Linked DNA regions of Mus musculus: region 1 is linked to region 2. Evidence: chromatin contacts called from public promoter capture Hi-C data. All regions are on one chromosome and are shown on one strand. The core of a region is the stretch at or near the end of the contact, and the rest is flanking DNA. Distances in the headings are between cores, read along the strand shown.

Region 1 (4,696 bases), core at 946-3,445, 490 kb after region 2:
CACACATAAAATGGCAGAGTCCTAGGCTGCCCAGAAGATTAGAGACAAGTTTTAGGTGTGACCACACACAGAGACCATGACACAAACATTCTGAACAAAATGTCCCTAGTCCTTGGAGAGAAGAAAGGTTCTCAGATCTTTTATTGGTGGCTGCAGTTAAAAAGACGATGGGACATGGTCTTTGGTTTCAAGATGAACCTCTCATTTTGATGTCACAAAGGTCTTCGTGCAGACCGTGAATATCGAGAGCTGAGAATTTTTTTTAAAAAATATTTATTCATTTATTTTATGTATGAGTACACTGTCTCTGTCTTCAGACACACTACAATAGGGTATCAGTTTCCATTACAGATGGTTGTGAGCCACCATGTGGTTGCTGGGATTTGAACTCAGGACCTCTGGAAGAGCAGCCAGTGCTCTTTAACCACTGAGCCGTCTCTCCAGCCCATGGATTTGAAACTGTTTTTTTTCTGAGTTGAAGCTGGGCTTTGCTGCTTTGCTTCTGTGGGAATGGTGGGAAGATTCTCTTATCTCTCTGCCTTGGAAGAGATAGAGACAGCATTGAAAGCAGAGGAAATCTGGTGGGGCCAACAGTGTTGAGACAGACAAGGGAAGTAACGCTTTAATCCAAGCCAACGAACCACTTCTATTGATCTGGATGAGCGGAGTGCAACCCCATCGGGGGAAGAGATATCTAGACCTACCCTAAGTAAGACTAAACTCAAGACTAATTATAGGACTAGACTTGAGAGGAGGGACTGACCTGACCTAAGTAAGCTGGATGACTAAACACCGCTCTTTAAAGGGCTGTTGTGTTGTGCGTTCTTTTTTGCAGGTGGGAACAGTCAGGGGGAACAGAACACAGAACAGAAGCAGCATTCCACTTCCTGGTGCTCTCTTCTATCCTGCTACAACCCTTGTGTGTGTGTGTGTGTGTGTGTGTGTGTGTGTGTGTGTGTGTGTGTAAGTCAACTCAGATGTCGCTCCTCAAGAGCTGTTCACCTTGTTTTTTGAGACAGTGCCCACCTCTCACTGGGACCTGAGGTTCAGTGATCAGGCCAAGCTGGCTGGCCAGCCAGCGAGCACCAAGGAGCCTCTTGTCTCCACCTCCTCAGTGCTGGGGTTACAAGCACCTGCCATCATACCTGCTGCTTTATTTGGGTGCTGGAGATTAAACTGAGGTTCTCATGTGTGTGTGGCAAACACTTTGCCAACTGGGAGGACGTAAGACACACAGAAGGCTGGCTGGACATGGTGGCTTGCACCTATAGTGCAAGCACTCTGGAGGCCCAGGATGCAGGTAGATCTCTGAGTATGAGGCCAGCTTGGTCTATACAGTGAGTTTTTGGCCAGTGTGGGCTACAGAATGAGGTCCTGTCCCCCAAAATAAAGCCAAACAACAGAAGAAATGGAGAAGGCAAGTTTATATATTAACCCTCTCAAAAAACCCTCTAAAAACTTGCCTCATGAGACCAACATGTAAGACATGTTCATAAGCAAAGCTTGCTATGTAGGTGCTTATTCTTTCAAGCACTGAGTGTTTAAACATTGGAAGGCTTACTTTCCCACGAAGAAACACAAATCAATGGAATTTAGAGCAAAAGAGAATTTAGAGGTTGGCTAATCCAACTCCCCCACCCCCCCCCCCCCGCCCCTTTCCTTCTCAGACAGGAAATATGGAAGCAGACACGAGTCAGTCATTTTCCTAATTTTACACAGCCAGTTCCTGGCACAGGTTATGCTGGGTCTGGGGAGATGGCTCAGCAGTTATGAGGACTGGCTGCTCTTGCAGAGGACCTGGGTTTGGTTCCCAACATGCACATGGTGGCTCACCACCACCCCTATCACCAGTTCCAAGGGATCTGAAGTCCCTTTTTTTTTTTTAACTTCCATAGGAACACAGGTGGTTACCAACATACTATCAGTCAAAACATTCATACATGTAAAAATAAATCAATAAATCAATAAATAAATAGTGCTAAACTTAAACTACCAGGTGGTTGGGTTGGACCCCATCCTCCCACATCTGTTTAACATCTCTATTCCACATCCTTCTCTCACTGGGGTAGATGTAAAAACCCAAAACACTGTGAAGAAAAAAAAAAAACCCACGATATTTTTAAAAACTACATCCCTTCCAAAACATATCAGAAGTGTTGATCCTGCTAGCAGAGAAGGAAGTGCCACGGCAGCTGCACGGGGCTTGTGCCTTCCACCCTGGTTTCAATTTTCACTTCTATCAGGGTTTCCTTTCATCTGTATTAACTGTGTTTGCTTAATGGAGCAAGACAAGGCCTAACCACCATCGTCAGGGCCACACTGCTTCACTGCTTGTCACAGGTCGTGGTTCACGACCCCTTGACTGCAGCTATGGGTGGCTGGGCCACGTTGTCTCCTGCTGCATCTTGCTTGGATGGGAAATGATTTCTGTGTCTTACAGGGAAAGAGATTAGCTAGCTTTCTTCGTTTCTTTCTTCGTTTCTCTGTTTCTTTCTTCCTGGATCTTGCCTGCTTTCCTATGGAATCTGTTTCCTTGAGCGTTGTTTTTCTTTTTCACCATTTAAGAGAAGTGTGAACTCAAGGCTGGTGTCCCCCCTTGCCTCCGCTGTTCCAGCTGTGGGTGACATTCCACCAAAGCTTGAGTGCACTTCAGTTTGCATGTAGGCGTTTAAAAGAACCTCAACGGAAAAACGTCTTCTACTGAGAACTGAAGACCAGCAGGACTGAAAGGGGCAGCAGAAAAGAGCTCCAGGACCGTCGGGGCTACAGTACAATTTAACTAATAAAGTTACTGGGGTTCAGCAACTTTATGGTTTATCATGGAAAGGCAAATAGAGGTGCAGACTCAAAACCCGAGAGACACAAAGGTACAGATGGGATTCCTGAGAGGCCACTGGGCCCTCAGCCTCCAAAATGGGCCACTGAACCCAAACCAGGAAAGCCACTGGACTCCCACTGAAGAGATTCATTCTATACTCTGGGAGGAAGATTTCTTGGAGCCAAAGAAACACAGGCAATCTACTAATGCCACAAGGAAATGCTGACAAGTATGCTCAGTGAGAGATGTGCACTGTCTCAAAAAACAAGGTGAGCAGCTCTTGAGGAGCGATATCTGTCTAGGTGAGCATCGCATCACAAGGAACCTAAGCTCATTCTCTCCTCATAGCTTTCTAGTTGGATTTACACTTACTGCCTCTAGCTCCCCCAAATTCCCTGGAATCTGGCATCTGCAATCGACTCTGTGCCCTGGGACAATTTACTCATTTGCCCACACTTACCTCCTAAGTTCTGAGGCTAACCCTCTGTTTTTTTCCCCCCTGAATACTTCTCTAGGGCAATCCCAACCATTCTTAAGGGTCCCACCAAGGCCTAATGTGATCAGTCCCCAGATGTATACAGTTCCAGATGCCACACTTCCCTCCTCTCCAATCCTATTTTCAAATCCTCTCAAGTCAAAGTATTTCTTCCCCGTTAGTTAACTCAGGCTGTGAGCCCTGCAGTCACCTTCTGTTCTTCTTGTTTGGGTCACACATTCAAGGATGCTCACCCACCACCTCCCACACCCATCACTCCCTGGCCCCGTGTCCTCTCCTCCTATCCGGAGCCTTCATGATATGGACCATTCCAGCTCATCCCGTGTACTGTGTTTTGTGTTAAAACTAAAGTGTGGCTCATGTCACAGAGCTGCCAAAACTCTGGAATATTCTCCACTGCCAACAAAATAAAGTCAAAATGCAGGAACAAAACTAAAAGGGCTTTTTTGAGATCCGGGCCAAGCTTATCCTTGGGATGTTGGCTCTTAGTCCTGAAATCTCCTCATCCAGCTAAACTTCTAAGTGTCCTTGGTCTGTTCACATTGCTTCCACTGACTACACAGTCTTCCCCAACATTGCCACAAGCCTAAAGCAAAACGCCAATTCCCCTCTCTGTCTTCCTGGATTCCCTCAGCTGGGAAATAGCCCATTCTTTCTTCCTCTAGGCTGCTTATAAACTCTCTTATTCCCTACAGCTGTTAAGCTAGCTGAGGGCAGAAGCCACAGCCCTGGGCTAGTAGTCTCTCTCTCTCTCTCTCTCTCTCTCTCTCTCTCTCTCTCTCTGTGTGTGTCTCTGTGTCTCTCTCTGTGTCTCTGTCTCTCTCCCCCCCCTCTCTGTATCTCTCCCTCTCTCTCTCTCTCTGTGTCTCTGTGTCTCTGTCTCTCTCTCTGTGTCTCTCTCTCTGTGTGTCTCTGTCTCTCTGTCTCTCTCTCTGTGTCTCTGTCTCTCTCTGTGTCTGTCTCTCTCTGTCTCTGTCTCTGTCTCTCTCTGTAACTCTCTGTATTCTCTATGACACTGCTTTGCCAGTAGCTACCTAGAGCAGAGGTGGGGCTGCCCTAGAAAAGGGTGGCAGAGATCAAAGCACACCTGGCTCTTGCTGAAGATTTTAGTTCTGTCTCCAGTGCCCACACTAGGCAACTCACAACCATCTGTAATTCCAGCCACAGGGTATCCAATACTCCTTTCTGACCTCTGTGGGTACCTGTACTCACACGTGCACGCTCGTGTACACACACACACACACACACACACACACACACACACACTTTTTTCCTTTTAATGAGTTGAGGAGCTGGGCTTAACTATGTACCTGGTGTCCCAGCTGCTCAGGAGGCTAAGGCAGAAGGACCACAGGAGCTCATGGGCTTGAGAATATTGTAGG
Region 2 (5,207 bases), core at 30-2,529:
CTCTCACCAGTGCCCGTGCTTCAATGTCTCCTCTGCTTTGAAAGGGAAACACCTGGCAGCCTTTAACTGGGATGCTTGTGGTAAGCAAAGACAAACAGAACCAACCCTTGGAAGCTCACCTCTGGCCTCCACAGACCCACCCAGGCACATATGACACACACCTTCATCCCATTCCTCTTGGTGGACAGAGCTAGAACAACACAGAATTGAAGACATGATCCACACAGTCCATCAGGGCTGATTCCATGTCAGCCCCAGGAAGGGAGCTGGGGTTGGGGCTGGGAGGCTTGACAGGGGCACAGAAGGTATTTGGAGAAATCACCCAGTGTTTGAGGCATGGCTGCCATCTGGTTCCTAGGGGAAGAAAGGCGTCCTGCTTTGTCACCCAGTTGCAGAATTGAAAGTGACATTCGGCAAGCTGGGGGCACACTGAGTGAACAGAACAGAACTGCGGTGGTGGCTGGAGAGGGCTCAGTTAGGAAGGGTTGAGAGTGGCTTTCTGCTCTTCCAGGGGAATAGAGTTTGGTTCCTGGCGTCCATGGAGGTCAGGGGATCCAGCATTCTCTTCTGGCCTCCATGCTGTTTGTGCAAGCGCATGCACACACGCACATGCGCGAGTGCACACACACACACACACACACACACACACACACACACACGTGCACACACACACACACTTCTCTGAGAAGATTTGATTTAGAAGGAAGCCTAGACAGCCACTATGGAAGCTAAAACAAGATTTAGGATATTGGACTGAAACCACAAGCCCATCCTGGGCCAAAGTGGCCTCAGTTTAACCCAGCCTATTTCAGGATAGTGATCCTTGCTGGGGAGTGGTGGCACACGCCTTTAATTCCAGCACTTGGGGTTGAGGCCAGTCTACAGAGTGAGTTCCAGAACTACACAGAGAAACCCTGTCTTGAAAAAAAAAAAAATCCTAGCAACCACATGGTGGCTCACAACCATCTGTAATGGGATCTGATGCTCTCTCCTGGTGCATGTCTGAAGACAGTGACACTGTATTCATATCAATTAAAAAAAAGGGGGGGGACAGTGAACCTTTGGGCTGACCTGGGATCTGTGGCCTGCCCCCCTTCTGTCACAGAGGCAGTATCCACCAGAGTTGGAAGAAGCTAGTCAGAGAAGCAGTGAGGGAAAGGAAATCAGTTAGGAGGGAATCCCCCTGCCTCAGCTTCTGAGTCCCAGAAGTGGTGGCAGCACCAAGCTGGCTGATGTCATGGCTGTTAAAGTCCTCACGTGTCCACACCCACGAGCTTGCTGATCCGGCAGTCTAAGTGGGTAGAGGGCGTGGTTACCTAAAAACAAGACTTCCTCCCCATCTCTACTATCTGTGCCGGCTAGAAATACCTACCTAAGTTCTGAGCAAATGCAGTTGTAGGCAGCTGGTGCAGGAAGAGACGTATTTGGACACCTGCTTCCTCCATCTCAACCCCCTAACCCCTACTCTTTCCAAAATCAGGGTTTCCTGGAGCAGAAGAATTATGAACTTGGGGATCACAGGCAGCACATAATGATATTTGTGGAGGCTGGTAAAGTTGCCCCCCCACACACACACACACCCCGCTGGACTCCTCTAGGGGTCAGTGGCTGCCTTCCTCTATGGCCTGAACTGAGGTTTCCTCCCAGGTGGATATCAGCGGCATCATCTATCTGCAGGGAAGACCGTGTCTAGCCATGACCATTTACAGTCCTTCAGAACAAAACTTAGAAGGCCTGCTGTGACCTGCTCCTGCCAAGCTGCTCTGGCCACCAGCTGTCACCATGTTGTGTTAGTCAGGAGCCACTAGCATGTCATGCATGTCCCCTCTCTCCTCTGCACTAGGAACTTCCTCCCTCTTCTCTGCCTCGGGTTAACTTAACCATGTTCCCAGGTTTCAAGGGAGCTTCACCTCCCTCTCAAAGCCTTCTCTGACCTCTCTGGTTAAGGAACTGGTGTTCCCGGTACTGACTGCTCCCCCACAGCAAGAAACTTGGAGCGCTATCTGTGGTTTCCAGTTTGACTTGTGCCTACCACAGAGGAGATCTTTAATAAATGCTGGCTCCACACCTAAACATAGACGTGAATGATCGATTACCATGCAAAGGTAGTGGGGAGGATGGGAGGCAGAGCAGGGCTCTCAACAACTCTACTATCAGTTCCCCAAGGGACTCTGCCCCTGGGCTGCCCAGATCCCTGTCTGTGATCTGCTGGCTTATCTGGAGGCCATCAGGGGTCCGATGTCAGACTGACCCTTAAACACAAACTATGAACAGAAGCACTCAGGCAGGGGACCCAGATGTTCAAGTCTTCTAGAGCTGTCACCTCAAAAACAAGACCTAGGAAGGCAAGGAAGCTTTGCAGGTGCTGTGTGAGGCAGGACAACAGCTATGAGAGCCCACATCCTGGCAGCTGGTGACGAGGAGGGGCCTGCCACCTGCTTATTTTGTTCTCACATGTCTCAGGGGGCCTGGTCTCTCCAACCTCTTCACACCAGCGGAAAACCTCCCCGGCTCCAAAGCTCTCAGGACCCGTGTGATAGCACATCTGTAACTTTTGCAATCACACTCAGGAGGGTGAGGCAGGAGAGTTGCTATGAGTTTGAGTCCCACCTCAGCTGCATGAGTCCCAGGTCAGTCAAGAGTTACATTGTAAACCTGTCCCAAAATAAAACTTCCTGGCATGCTGGTTCACCCACTGCTGTGATCCCAGCATCTGGGGATGCTGAATAAATCCCAGTGTAGCTGGAGATACATGGTTACCCTTGTCTACTGAGTGTACTGAGTGACACCCTGTCTCGGGAGGAGGTGAACAAATAACCCCCCCCACCACCACCACACACACACACACCAAGCTGGGTGCTAAGTGTGTGGTGTCTTTAATCCCAGCAGTCAAGAGGCAGATCCAGGCAAACCTCTGAGATACAGAGGAGCCGAAGTTCACCCTTCCCTAGTGAGGAGCTGCTAGGGCACAGGGAGGTCAGAGTAGAAAGGGGCAATAAATAAATAAAAACAAAGTATGTGTCTTTAAGATGTGAACTAGTGAGGCTTGAGCCCACCGGCTCAATTAGCAGCACCCACCCCACCCCACCCCACCCCACCCCGCCCCCTTTGCAGGGAAGAAACAGGAGGTATGGCTGGTGTGAGCCTGTGGCTGAATGAGGAACACCTGCAGACAATCCCGAAGCAGCAAAACAAAGTACCATCTCTCCTTGGCCTCAAAGGCGCAGGCGGAGCATTTGCTTGCACTCCCCCTTGATCCCCAACAGGTCCCCACCCTCACCACGGAGAGAGAGTGAGACTGCAGGGCTGACAAAGTGTGGTGACAACAAAGAAAACAGGCTCAGGAGGTGGCCGCAAAGGACAGAACTGCGGTTTTATATGTGGCAAAATATCTCTCCTAGAGGAGTACAGACAGACAGACAGACAGATGGGCACAGGACAGTAGACCGGGGCAGGGAGCGAAAGGTTGGGCAGTGCTATCTTCTAACCTGTTAGTGGAAGCTGCACCCCACCCCCCAGGAGGGTGGGGCAACATTGGCACAGGAGGTGGCGAGACAGGCGTGAGGTGCCCATCCCTGAGGTGGGCAGCTGGGCAGGGCCCAGTCCTCGTTGGCACAATCGGCTCTCTCTGGACCAGCTGTGATGCTGGGGAGGGGGCAGGGCTGCTGGACTCTTAGGGATGCTGAGGCTAAGGGAACCCCAGGGGAGAGGGGCTACCATGGCCTCTCTTGGGGAAAGTGGACACTGGGGAAGGACAGGGTCACAAGAGGCAAATACAGAGAAGCAGCAGCAACCAAGACCCCTAGGGGAGACCCAAGGTCCTTAGGAAGCCCCTGGATGGTGGTCACCTCACGGGTACCAACACATAGAGCCTGTCCCCTGGGGCCTCAGGGTGACGGTGAAGGAGCAGTTTTTTTGGTTTAGAATGAGGTGGACCACAAAGTATTCATGGTCTCCACACCCAGGTGGCACGGAGATGTGGGGCTCAGATGCAGAGGGCCCCTCTCTCCTGATGGCAGCAGGCAGGGTATGCTGTAGACAAAGCTCATTCCTGGGGGAGGCAAGGGGTGGAGGGAGGGGGGCAGCATCTTGAGTTGCTCACTCCTCAAGGTTCTAGGACCTGCTTTCTTGCTATGACCATGGAGGGCAGAGAGCGCGCACTGATGCCCAGCAGCCTGCACCCAGCTCTGCTCCCCAAGGGTTTCCAAGCCGTGCCTTTCACCCACCAGAGAATGCTGCTAGGAAACTGTTATGTTATGGGATGGACATGGTGGGGGATCCCGGGTCTGGGGGATTGGGGAAGATTCAGCGGGCTCTCTTCAGGAAAAGCACCCAACCTTTCCCAAGTACCCCTGTGTTGGTAGAAGAAGCCCCCACCCCCACCCCGATTAAGACCTTCGCTTACAGCCCCGAGTAGAAAGAGTTGAGGAAGTGCACCTTTTCTCTGGGAGGGAGAGAGCCCCCAAAGATGGGGAAAGGGGGCACTTCAGAAAGTAGGCATTCCCCCATCCACCTACAGCAGTTTAGGGAAAAACCTACAGCTGGGGATTAAGGACCTCCCAAGAGCTGGGATAATTACCACCAAAGAAACCCCAAGCTTTAAGCAAAGGCATCTGAAAACGAGGGACACAGCGCCCCCTGGAGGCAAGACACATCTTGGGTGGTGTGCCCCTCTGCCCTCCCTTCCCCTCCCCGAGCTCAGAGCCTTTCCTCTCCCAGAACTGCCCTTGCCTCTCAGCGGATGTAGACGCCTTGTCCCCAGCCCTCCAGCTCATTCTTATTGCGCCCCAGAACCGGCCCACCACCCTCCGCACAGTAGCGGGCCTTATTCCGGCCCCGGTTCCTGTTGTCGGTCATCTCCTCCTCATAGTCTTCCTCGTCTTCCCAGGAGCCCTGCCGGGCTGGTGGTGTGCCTCCCCCTGCAGGGTCTCCAGGCCCTGGGCCCTCTGAGGGGTCTGTCTCCATGTCCACACACGAGTCTCCCGGCTCCGTGTAGGCAGAATTTCGGCTGCCGGGGGTGTCAGCATCAAAGGTGTCTTGGCGGGATAGCGCCCGCAGGGTGCCTGCCCGGCCAGGTGGGTGGTTGCTGGGGTAAAGGCCTGGGGGCTGGCCCAGTTCCCCGGGGTACTCGTGCACACTGGCATGTTCCCCAGTGGCCCGGTCCAGCGGCTGGTCCCCGGAAGCAAGGTAGGGTCCCTGGTTAGCAG

What was found. Promoter capture Hi-C pulls out the DNA fragments that hold promoters and counts their contacts.
Region 1: a contact with region 2 is called in a promoter capture Hi-C map of pre-B cells, with 2.9 times the contacts expected there. The contact joins two enhancer-like sites. A contact is called at or near these places in 3 of 39 promoter capture datasets (the C10 cell line, liver and pre-B cells).

What each region holds. Positions count from the first base shown.
Region 1 is chr11:98,490,961-98,495,656 of GRCm38.p6, forward strand. The region is part of intron 3 of Ikzf3 (IKAROS family zinc finger 3); the gene reads right to left. Among named protein-coding and RNA genes, the nearest start is that of Grb7, 46 kb to the left of the region's middle. Within about 2 kb of position 2,196, at least 57 of the 459 cell types and tissues checked have an H3K27ac peak or open chromatin away from gene starts, as enhancers often do. A contact at or near this core is called in pre-B cells, where this site is marked.
Region 2 is chr11:97,998,167-98,003,373 of GRCm38.p6, forward strand. Cacnb1 (calcium channel, voltage-dependent, beta 1 subunit) reads right to left here. Exons shown (of 14, transcript NM_001282977.1): 14 at 3,342-5,196. The coding sequence ends at 4,735. Among named protein-coding and RNA genes, the nearest start is that of Arl5c, 4.6 kb to the left of the region's middle. Within about 2 kb of position 1,280, at least 88 of the 459 cell types and tissues checked have an H3K27ac peak or open chromatin away from gene starts, as enhancers often do. A contact at or near this core is called in pre-B cells, where this site is marked.